Regions from separate parts of the Arachis hypogaea genome. Here region 2 is linked to region 1. A link is a contact called in public Hi-C data. All regions are on one chromosome and are shown on one strand. The core of a region is the stretch at or near the end of the contact, and the rest is flanking DNA. Distances in the headings are between cores, read along the strand shown.

What was found. Hi-C and Micro-C count contacts between places; a contact is called where the count stands out from the background.
Region 2: a Hi-C map of leaf shows a contact between it and region 1, with 2.1 times the contacts expected there. The contact joins the promoter of LOC112715972 here to the promoter of LOC112715965 in region 1. A contact is called at or near these places in 2 of 8 Hi-C or Micro-C datasets (both in leaf).

The regions. Positions count from the first base shown.
Region 1 is chr10:93,784,401-93,790,412 of arahy.Tifrunner.gnm2.J5K5, forward strand. LOC112715965 (two-component response regulator ARR14) reads left to right here and starts at 3,388. Exons shown (of 6, transcript XM_025767806.3): 1 at 3,388-4,412; 2 at 4,509-4,655; 3 at 4,939-5,337; 4 at 5,452-5,528; 5 at 5,634-6,012. The coding sequence starts at 4,283.
Region 2 is chr10:94,184,410-94,190,421 of arahy.Tifrunner.gnm2.J5K5, forward strand. It overlaps LOC112715972 (transcription initiation factor TFIID subunit 4b), which reads left to right and starts at 3,383. Exons shown (of 15, transcript XM_025767814.3): 1 at 3,383-3,659. It overlaps LOC112715971 (a long non-coding RNA gene), which reads right to left and starts at 1,318. Exons shown (of 2, transcript XR_003160102.3): 1 at 1,009-1,318; 2 at 15-562.

The DNA of each region.
Region 1 (6,012 bases), core at 2,138-4,637:
TACAAGAACGAGTTTGAAAAAAGCTCAAGAGATGGAAAGAAAAATGTCTTTTTAAGATTGGAAAAGAAACACTGATCAAAGCGGTAGCATAGTCCATTCCAACATACATAGGATGCTTTCAGATTCTCATTAGTTTATGTCACTACCTTGATCCAATGATTCAAAAATTCTACTGGAAAAGTCACTACCTTAATAATTTTTTGTGAGAATTAGAGTGGTTAGGGATTCAATAGACAACGTAATGATGGCGGCCACATGCAAGGAAAACTTCTCTCTCCAAAATCATGCGGTTGAAGCCTTGGCTTGCTTAATGGGCCTCCAAAAGGTCAAAGAATGTTGTTTATTATTTTTTTTTTTTTGAAATTATCCTAGAAAGTCATAATGTGTAAGCCATAGAAAGTCTGAAGTCACAGAGAAGTTATAGTAGTTATTTTGGAACTTTTATCTTTGATTGTTTAATAGTAGCCAAGGGATTAAGATCAGCGACTTTTTTTCATGTGAAGAGAAGCAGTAATAAATTGGCTCATGAATTGACTCAATTTTGATTTACCAATTCAAATGTTGTGTAGATAGAAGATGCACTAAAAATATTTGTAATTTGGCCTTTTTGGATTTAATGAGTCCTATTCACGAAAGAAAGGTATCTATTTACATTGTCAGAAAAAAAAAACAAAAAAAAAACCAACTGAAGTTAGAAAAAAGAAAACCGTCCCTGACAAGTATTGGCTATGAAGCCTATGAGTCTATGACTACAAAACCGTAGAATAGAAAGGGCCATTCAGTAAACCCTTTATTTTTTATTTGACAAGGCCATTAACTCAGTTGCAGTGTCCTGTCTCCAATTAACAAGGCCCATAACCAATGAATAATTAAATTGTAAAAAACTAGAAAGAAATTAAAGGCAAAGGGAGGAACTGAGGAAGTCATGTGCTTTGAAAAAGCAAGGAATCCGAAGGATGTATGAATCTTTGAGATATGATTATTAAATCAGGTTATTTATTTTTAATAATACTATTTGTGTAGCCAATGATGCATCTTTGAATAATCATAATAATTTATTTAATCCCAATAGCCAATAGGGAGTAGTGTATGGAGGCTTCATGATACGTAGGATCTTTGAACATGTGATTTCATGAGCCAACTCCAAGGTATTAAGCAACAACTTTCTTTTCAATCATCTTCTCTATGTGTCACTATTCTTCTTGTCGTGTGCCTTCATTCTTCAATATGTTTTGCTACTTCCAGCTACCTAGGAATATAATTCTTAATCATAACCTTATTAACTAACATATATTTGTAAGATCTCTGCTCCAAGGTTAGGTGGAAATATAGTAAAAAATAAAAATAAAATGACAACTTTATATCTAGCTGATGATGAAATTTTCCATTATCTAAGTAAAAATAATCTATGATTGGTTTGTTATTGCTATAGCAGTTTATCTGATAAATGGTTTCGATGAAAAAGACCGTAGTAATGGTGTACATAATTAAGATGTTAATTAATGGATAGTGGAGACTCTGGTTAATTAAAAAGGCTTAAGCAATTTCTTATGGCCAGCTCATTAAGGTTGTCGTTATCTTTAGTTATACGATCTGCTATTTCTTATAATGTCCACCCTTCTACGTCTATTAATTAATTAAAAAACATAATAATAATAACGAATTTATATATAGTTTTCTTCAATCAAGCAGGATAGATAATTTTATGAATTAATCTTCTAATGATCCAGTATAACTTTACTTCTAATTGTGTTTACATGTTATATATTACTATTTTTGCCCATTACTAAATTAAATATGTTTTTTGGTATCTATCTATCATTCATATAGGTTTTGAAATCGTATCTCAAAACCACATGCTAAAGTACCTTTCTATGCACTTCAAGGGGCAAAGAAAAAAATAAAATAAAATCAAACATCATAGTGGAGTCGGCATTCAACTAAAAGATGACTCGTTTAGTATTAAGAAGCGTTGTTTATTATTTATTATTATTTTCACTAATGAGATTATCATCATTATTATTTGATAAGTCATTATCTATTATAATCTATCTCTCTAATTCCACCAAACCCTCCCCTCTTTAAAAGGTGATGTTGTTGTCTATGTCTATGATATATGTAGGCGCAGGCAGACAAGTGTTTTTCACGTGAATAAATTATTAATTATAAATAGATAAAAAGGTCATTCATAACTCCATTTATAATTAACAACGATTTTGAAAGAAAGCTATGTTGGGTTTTAGCATTTCCTGAAGGTTTGTAACTTTGACCAAAATACAAGTCGTGTAAAAAAAAATACTATATCAACTTCAAAGAAGAAAAAATGAAAAAACATTTGTCGACCCTATTGAGTGTTGATCCTAATCTGGTCACTTTTATGACAGGATCTTATATATTAGTAGTAACTTTCAAAATTTTAATTACAAGGACATTCTATTAGCTTTTAGAATGAAAAAAAAAATCAATTTGGACTAGTTTTTGTTAACTTAAGTAAATATCGCAAATTAAGTCCACGTAGGGATGGCAAGCGGGGAAGTCCGTCCTGTCTCGCTCTGCCCCGTCAGAAACCTGTCTTTTGGCGGATTGGTCTGCTTCGCTTAATGAGGCGGTTCTAAAATTTCACTCCGTCCCGCTTAACTACAGGTTGGCGAGTTTGCAGACTAGACCCGCCAAATCTCCTCTATTTTTTTAACTATTAATTATTAAATAATATATATAATTTCACAATCATATTAATAAATTTATAATTTCTAAAAATATAAAAAATTATATTTTTATATTCACAAATATTAAAGTCTTTGTAATTATAAATATTATCTCCAAAGTAAAATAAACATAATCCAAAAACATAATTATAAATATATTCTCCAAAATAACATAAATATAATCCAAAACTCTCAATTTTCATCTTCATACTCTTGTAAATTGGATTAAAAGAAGTTGGATTTTGGCCAAAAAAAATTGCAAAAATACCTCTTTGCCAAAAAAATAATCCCGGCGGGGAAGCCCGTTCGACCCCGCCAAAACACGTGGTTTAAGCAGTACAGGTTAGATGGGCTTTTGTTCTTTAGCAGTCCTAATTTTTCAGTCCGACCTACCTTTTTTATCAGGTTATACGGATTGGCCCGGCAGATTTAACTCCATTTGTCAGTCTTAGGTCCATGACGAATTAATCATTATCATGTCGGATTTCGAAATATCAAAAAAACCAAAAAAATAAATAAATAAAAAAGAAAGAAAAAAGAAGAGGAAAGTAATAAATCAATTCAACAATTTAACATGCAATTTTAAGTGATGATACTAATAATCATTTAAAGGTAAGAAAATGAATTTATTCTGCTTTCTATCATATTACATAAAAGATTAAAACAAATGTAAGTAGAAGTTAATCAAGTTATAGAAGTCATTTTCTATCCAAACAGTGTCCAACGAATGGGAAAATATTCTGATTGGATTCGGTTCTCCACTTTTCCAGTTTACGTTTAAGCGCGTGACAAGCACGCGCTGGTTTTTGCCTCATTCATTCCTTGGCTGCACCACAAACTTTGAATTGCATATTTGCATCATCATCAGCATCCACTTCCCTCTGATTCTTTCTACATGCCTGTGCCAAAGTTGAAAGATGATGGGGCCTAATACCATTATAGATTGTTCATAATAATAATTTAAACTGTTTTAACATCTGCTAGTAATTAATATTTGAGGAGAAAAAAAGAGAAATATTAGATTTGAGGAGTAAATTGAGGAAATTAAATCCAGATAAATATATGAATTATATTTGGTAATATTATATAGTATAACGTTTAATGTGCACAAATTAGGTAACTAATTATTTAGATTCCTTGTTTGATAGTTGATAAAATTTTATGAATTTCACAGTGATGGATGAAAGCATCATCTTCATTTTCATCAACTTCTCATCACACTTAATAATAATAATCAAATTTTGAATTTATCTATGATTGTTATACAGTCCAATTTTCCATAGATAGTTACCTGTTTCTTTCACTTTCTGATTCCACAGCTTCACACACATTCACAGGCACATATATATGCACAAAAAGACACAAACCTTTTCATTAACTTGTTTCCTTTTTTTTGTTAGTCTTTGGTTCTCACCCTCTTCTTTTCCTTATATGCCTATTCCTTCAACAATAAAAATCCAATTTTTATTCTTTTTGACCAGTGTTTCCCCTCCTCTCCTCCATTTTGTTCTAGATCCATAAAAGCAAGAAGCTTTATCGATAACTCTGGTTCGTTTTGTTAGAGGAAAGAAGAAAAGATGACCATGGAGAATGGTGTTGATGATAGCAGTGATCAGTTCCCCAAAGGAATGCGTGTTCTTGCAGTTGATGATGACCCCACTTGCCTAATGGTTCTAGAAACTCTTCTCAGAAGATGTCAATATCATGGTTAGCTTCCCTTTTCTTTTGATTCTTGCTTTGTTCTACTAGATTTTGTCACATAATAATAACAGATAGATTGGATGGTTGATGGTGTTCTTGCAGTTACCACAACTAGCCAAGCAATAAAGGCATTGAAGCTGTTGAGAGAGAACAAGTTTGACCTTGTAATAAGTGATGTGCACATGCCAGACATGGATGGATTTAAGCTTCTTGAGCTTGTGGGACTGGAAATGGACCTACCTGTCATAAGTATGTGGGGATTTCTTAGTCTTAATGCCAATCTTCACCAATTCATTCTTGCCCTATTTTTTATATGATTATCAATCCAATTAGTTACAAAGTTAAAAACCAATAATTAGGGTTTGGTTTTCTAGTTTTTTTGTGTAATAGGGTTAGTCCTTTTCATTCTAAATATTAAACTAAGATAAGGAGGTCAAGCGTTAATTAAAAATCTGTTTCAAGTTATTTTCAATTGCTTTTGAGTGATTGTGTGGCAAACATTTGATGGGTATGAAATGTTTGTTGAATATAGTGTTGTCCGCAAATGGTGATACAAAGCTTGTGATGAAGGGGATTTCTCATGGAGCTTGTGATTATCTACTAAAGCCTGTGAGAATTGAAGAGCTCAAGAACATTTGGCAGCATGTGATTAGGAGAAAGAAGTTTGATTCGAAGGAGAAGAACAAAACCAGGAACTCCGACAAGCCTAGTTCGGAGGGCGGCAATGTGCTAGGCTCAGCAGGAACAGGAAATTCAGAACAAAATGGGAAGCTGAATAAGAAAAGGAAGGATCAGGATGATGAAGAAGATGAGGAGCAAGATAATGGCCATGACAATGAGGATCCTTCGGCCCAGAAGAAGCCTCGTGTTGTTTGGTCTGTGGAGCTTCACCGCAAGTTTGTTGCTGCTGTTAATCAGTTAGGCATTGACAGTATGTTGTTCAGCTATAATTTTACTCTCATTTCATCAATCAGGATATGACTATTTTGTTCGGAATTATTATGATGATTTTCCCATTGCTGAAATAATGTTGTTTACTTGGCAGAGGCTGTACCTAAGAAGATTCTTGATTTGATGAATGTTGACAAACTGACGAGGGAAAATGTGGCGAGCCATCTCCAGGCAATTTCTGTTGCCCTTTATTATTATTTCTTTTTGGTATAGTTTAATATAACATGAACCTTGTCATCATTTGCATACTATTTACCGGTTACACATTGTCTGTAGAAATATAGGCTTTATCTGAAACGAATCAGCTGTGTAGCGAACCAACAGGCGAATATGGTGGCGGCCCTAGGGAGTGCAGATCCATCCTACTTGAGAATGGGTTCTCTGAGTGGCGTTGGACATTTGCAAGCATTGAGTGGCTCGGGACAGTTTCCTAACAATGCTTTCAGGTCCTTTCCGCCGAATGGGATGGTTAGCAGACTGAACACTCCTGCTGGATTGAATGTGCATGGATTCCCTTCTTCAGGAGCATTTCACTTGGGTCAATCACAGAATCTAAACAGCTCAACTGTTGAGCAGCTGAAGTATCGGTCGTCCATTGTTCCTGTTAATCAGAATGGTGTTCATGGAATGCAGGTGCCTATGGGGCTTGATCCAT
Region 2 (6,012 bases), core at 2,133-4,632, 400 kb after region 1:
ACCATGTTAAATCATTAGGCAAATAGGCAATTATGACTTACATGTTAAATTATAAATAGTTGTTTGGGATTAGGACTTAGAATCAGTGAACTAACAAGACCTAAAGTAAAACTAAAACAGTTATAACTAAATTCAAAATACAATGTTTTCACAACCACAAATAATGAAGAACCAAAGTCAAAGAGAACACCTGAAAATTTGGGGACCTATTATACTATACAACTTATATGCCATATAAGATATCTTCTTTCTTCCAAGTTCATCCATGTTCGTCAATATCAGATTCTTCAACTCAAGCAGAGATATTTGATGTTCAGTATCAACATTCATCGAAAGAAGATCCCAACTTTGAAAGGTTGCACCACCTACAGTGTTTTTTATATTTCCAATGGGATGAATAAGTACAAACATGTCTGAACAAGCCATCTGTAACTCAAGATCTTTTCCAACTTTGAATGATTGTGTGTGGCTTGAATGAGGGAATGAAGCCTGCTTCATATTTTATAGTAATTTGATGAAGTAAATTCCAACCACATATTCATGGAACTTTTACCTAACTGCCCTAATAGAAGAATGCAATTCGATCATTTCTACTAATTTTGCACAAAAAAGTAATTTTTTTAAATTCACTAAATAATAATCTATTGAGTTGGTGCACAACTTGTTTTACTAAAATACCTTTTATTATATATAATCCATAAAAGATATTTTTTTTGGCTATTTTCAAGACATGAACCAAGACCCCTTAATTAAGTTATAAAGAGGTTTCATCTCAACTAATTTCAAAATTTATTATTTTTCAAAAACATGCCTATTGATATACTAGTAATAGCATGTCTAACATAGAGATATTTGATTAATATGCAAAAGAGCCTAAGTGTCACTGAGGAAATTCATCGAACACATGGAGAGCATAATACCCAGTTGCAAAACTCGAACCAGGTTAAGCGAAAATCAAAATGGGAAATGACAATAGCAACATGAATGGAGTGAGTAGTCGCAACTAACTTGTGTAAGTAATAATGTGAGGAACCGATGGAAACTTTCGAAGAGCTCAAATTCGCAGAAACCACAAAGAAGGAAGAAGCCACAGTGCTACACAAAGCTTCAAACCTAACTTCATAACTAAGAAGGACACACACACACTCTCTCTTCTCTCTCTTTCTCTCGGATGAAGCTTTAATCTTGTTGGGATTGGAGCCTCATCTCGTTTCATCTTACAACGAAATGAGTTCGGTTTTTTTCGTACAGAGCTGTAAATTGGAGCCATTTCTTTGAACTTGTGCTGTTTAGGGCGCGCAATAAAAAACAATCAGCACCAAAGCAATAATAAGACCATTTTGTGGGACTTTTTTTTTGTGACCCATTTTGTGGGCCTTATTTGGGATTCTTAGACCTATGTTCTCATTCCAAAAGCCCAATAGTAAAGAGCTAATAATCCAATATAATACTATACTAAAATGTTATCGAAATATCAAGAAATATCAAGTTTTAATGAAAAAGCTATATTATGAGTTTTAGGAGATTAATACTTTAAAAAACCTCACATATGAAACTAAATACCTTAAAAATAGTTTTGTAAGATTTTAAACTCTTTTATAAATAGCTAGCTTTTATAATCCATTATATTTACTATTCTATATTTTTTTAAGATTTAGCTAATATAGGAGTAGTAAATAATTTTAAACATATTTTTAATAAATACAAAACAAATGAATTAAAATTCTAAAATTTTTGCATTTTTAATGAAAAATCGTACTCGTTAACGCAAGAAAGAACCGAGAGAATCTGTTAAACTCGAAAAATATTATAAACCGCTTAAACTTAACAAAAGAAGAAGGTTGATGCCATGCTTTTGCATCTTCTCTGTGTGAACGCCACTGTTCAATACTTTGCGCGTTTTGGTGTTGGTTCTTGTTGAACGGGATTCTTCACTTCTCTCCTTTGATCCTTTTCCCCCTTTTTTCTGTTCTATTTTTCCCTTTTTTTTCTTTTCCCTAATTTGGTCGGTTGTTATCTTACTCGTTGTAGCTAATACCCTATTTTACCATGGTTCTAAAAACCGAATCGGACCGACCAGTCGAACCGGTTCGACTGGGACTCGGCAATAAAAAGGTCCAATTTGCTATTATAACCGCTGAAAAAAATCACTTGAAAACCATCGAACCGGCTGATTGGACCGGATTGGTAGTCGGCCGGTTCAAATAAAACGACGTCATTTTGTTTATTTGGAATAAAAAAACAAAACAAAACAAGCAGGACCATTCTTGAACCAACCCCCTTTCTTCACCTAATCATTCGTGCACTCCATGGAGACCTCTGAAGCAAAGAAAAACCCTAGCTCTTCATCGTCGCTGCCGTCCCCAGGTCTTCAGTGCTGTCGCTGCTTCCTCTTCCTCGTGTCGTTTTCATATTCGCTAGCACGTTGTTTTCATCTTCCTCTTCCCCAGGTAGCTCGGCACATTGTTTTCATCTTTGCTGGCTTCTCGGCACGGAACCCAGGTTAGTGGCCCTGCTTTCATTTTTTGCCTCTGCTTCTTCCTTTTAATTTCTGAATGTTCGGTCTTCTTCTTCGTTTGAAGTTCTGAAATTGTTGTTCAATTTTTGTTTCATTTTTCTTGTAATGTTTTGTAAATTGTAATTGCCTGCTGCTGATGGATCTGTCTTGTATTTGCTGGTTGCTGATGGCTATAATTTTTTTTCAAATTTATTGATGGCTTTATTAGTCTGTTGCTTTCGATTCTTTGCTCTGTTACTGATGGCTCGATGACTTTGTTAGTTGCTGATGGCTCTTAATTTTTTTGTTCAAATTTACTGATGGCTTTGTTTGTAGTTGCTGGTTTTGTTGGGTGAAGGTTTAGTGTTTTGGAATGTTTTATAATGTGCTAATGTTTGTAATTGCTGGCTTTGTTTGTAATTGTTGGGTGAAGGTTTAGTGTTTTGTGATTATTGGTTAATATTTTAGTTTAGTGTTCTCTCTTTTTCAGATTTTCCACCTCCCTATATTTTTGCGTGTTGCTGAATTAGTAATCAATAAATTTGTTGTTTTCCTTAAAATCGTGACTTTACTAGGATTTGTTAAATTTGTTGCTGACCAATCACAGAATTAGAATAGAATACTGAGTCATTGCTTGATTGATTGGCTTTGCTCACTGATTGTATTTGATGCAATGTTCTAAAAATCAGACCGGACTGATCGATCGAACCGGTCTAACCGCGAACCGGTCTAATCGCGAACCGATAGTTTAGGCGGTTCGATTTATTAGCAAAAACTGCTGTTCTGGAAATTGGATACAAACCGCTGAGCTGGCCAAGAATCGGCTGGTCAAACCGGACCGGGTCCCGGCCGGTCTACAAGAAACGATGCCGTTTCCTTTGTTGAAAGGAAAAAAGGGGTTGCACGTTTGGCTCCCTTCTCCAACTCCTTCCTTAGTCATCAGCAAAATGCCCTAGCCTCCACCAATCTTGTCGCCGTCTGTCGGAGTGAGAGACTGCTGCTGCCGCCTCCGTCGCACTCAAGAACTTCCGTCTTCGTGCTATCGGCGTTCGTTACTTCGCTCTCACCATCCCCTGTTCGCTCTCCATCCCCTGTTCGCTCTCATCAGTCGCCTGTTCGCCGTCGTCCGTTGCGCTCAACCGCTCTCCGTCGTCCGTCGAAGGTCAATGCTCACTGCTAGTGCTTGTTCTTCGTGTTTTTTTTTGTTGTCTGTTCAGAAACCAAACCCTCTTCATGCCTGTTCTTCGATGGTTAGTGATCGTCGTTTTTTAATACTCACAGTTGGTGTTTTGTTTTTCATTGATTGATGATTATTGATTAAGTGATGTGTTGCTGTTTTGTTTTTTACTTTGTGCTTGAGTTAATTGGATGCTCTGTCAGTGCTTAGTGCTTGTTCTTGGTTGATTGGCTTTGCTCACTACTCTGGCTTGTTCTAGCCTATTCTTGATTAATTAACTCTGTTACTGGCTTATTGATTGATGCTGAATTGGTACGGATAAACTGTTACTGGCTTGTTCTTGGCTATTTTGTCTGTTGTTAAATTTTGTTAAAGTTTCTTGATTTTGTGCTCATTACCTCATTCAGTGCCTTTTTTTTGTTAATCATTGTGCTGAGCTTGTTAATCATTGGCTTATTGATTGATGCTAAATTGGTACTGATAAAATGTTACTGGCTTGTTCTTGGCTTTTTTTTATCTGTTGTTAAATTTTGTTAAAGTTTCTTGATTTTGTGCTCATTACCTCATTTAGGACTTTTTTGTTGTTAATCATTGTGCTGAGCTTGTTAAAATTGGGTTAAAAACTTTGTAAATCTTTGTTAAAGCATGTTAATTTTTGTGTTAACCTTGTGAAAACTATGTTAAAAACTTGATTGGCTTTGCTCACTACTCTGGCTTGTTCTAGCCTGTTCTTGATTAATGAACTCTGTTACTGGCTTATTGATTGATGCTAAATTGGTACTGATAAACTGTTATTGGCTTGTTCTTGCTTTTTTTCTGATGTTAAATTTTATTAAAGTTTCTTGATTTTGTGCTCATTACCTCACTCAATGCTTTTTTTGTTGTTGTTAATCATTGTGCTGATCTTGTTAAAATTGGGTTAAAATTGATAATCTTTTGGAGTTTGATGTATAATAGGTTGATTTCAAGCTGAGATTTTCTTCTAACAATGATATTGACAACTGGAATAACTTAACAATTGGACTATTCATTTTAGAGAGGAAAAACATCTACATAATTTTCATATTTTATTGATGAGCATTTGAGCTGTTTATATTTGAAGCTTGTAAAACAGATGGAATGCTTTCTATAAAAACCACGAGTAAGTTTAATGTTCTTCTCACAGTTAGTTTTGCTTTGATTTCATTGAATACATGCACACACCTCAAGCTTGAATATGTTTTGAGCCATAGTATTAAAATGTTCTGAAATTTCTACTTGAAACTTTATTAGGGAGCAGCTCAAAGTTAGGAGTGGAGTAGCTTGCAGCATTGAAAACCATCAACACAATGAACTGGTGATAGAGGCAGTCATAATAATAAGTAACATGCTAGTAGACATGTTTTGTAATTTTATATTATAGCAATACACATATTCTATCATTTTTATTGTGTTGATTTATTGATTTTTTTTATTGTGTTGAAGAGAGTTGTTCTATAATTTATTTATTATTTTATTTTAAAACGGTTTTTTCGGTTGAATTACGGTTGGACCAGTGAACCAGTGAGTAAAACGGTTCGATGATCGGTCCGGTTCTTAGAACCATGATTTGATGATAAATTTTAAATTGATAACTTTTAAATATTAAATTTGCACTGCCTATGTTACTGATTCACTGTTCTTTCAGTGCTTTTTGTTGTTAATAATTGTGATGAGCTTTGTTAAAATTTGCACTGCCTATATTACTGATTCACTGTTCCTTCAGTGCTTTTTGTTGTTGTTAATCATTGTGATGAGCTTTGTTAAAATTTGCACTGCCTATGTTACTGATTCACGGATTCATCCCTCTTGTCATCATCATCGGCATGAACTCCGAACCAAAACCCCAACTCTCTGGATAAAATTGTAACGAAAGCTGATTGGGATTTTTTCTTCTACTTAAGGTATGAATCAGAATGATGAGGCCAAGTTGTGAATGCACAAGTGTCAACGGACTATAATATATATTGAGTTTGTGACATTAGAAGGGTGTAATAATAACAATAATGGAGTCATGTTATTTGAATATTGAGGTTTAACATTTAAACTCTCAGCTTCTCAGCCCTGTTTGATTCTTCTTCTCAGGCAATTGAATCGAATCAACCTGGCCTTCCTTTTCTTTTTCTTTTAGTTGATTCTTAATTTTTCTAATATATGTAGCTTTCTGAATCAAGTGGATCAGATTATGTAGTTTTCTTGATTTGGGATGTTTTCGGAGACGCATTAGAAGAGTTATTTTATTATTGTTTGCTATAAAAATATTCACATGTTGTGTATGCTTGTGATTGTTTCGGTGTTTACATTTTCTTTCCAAGTCACT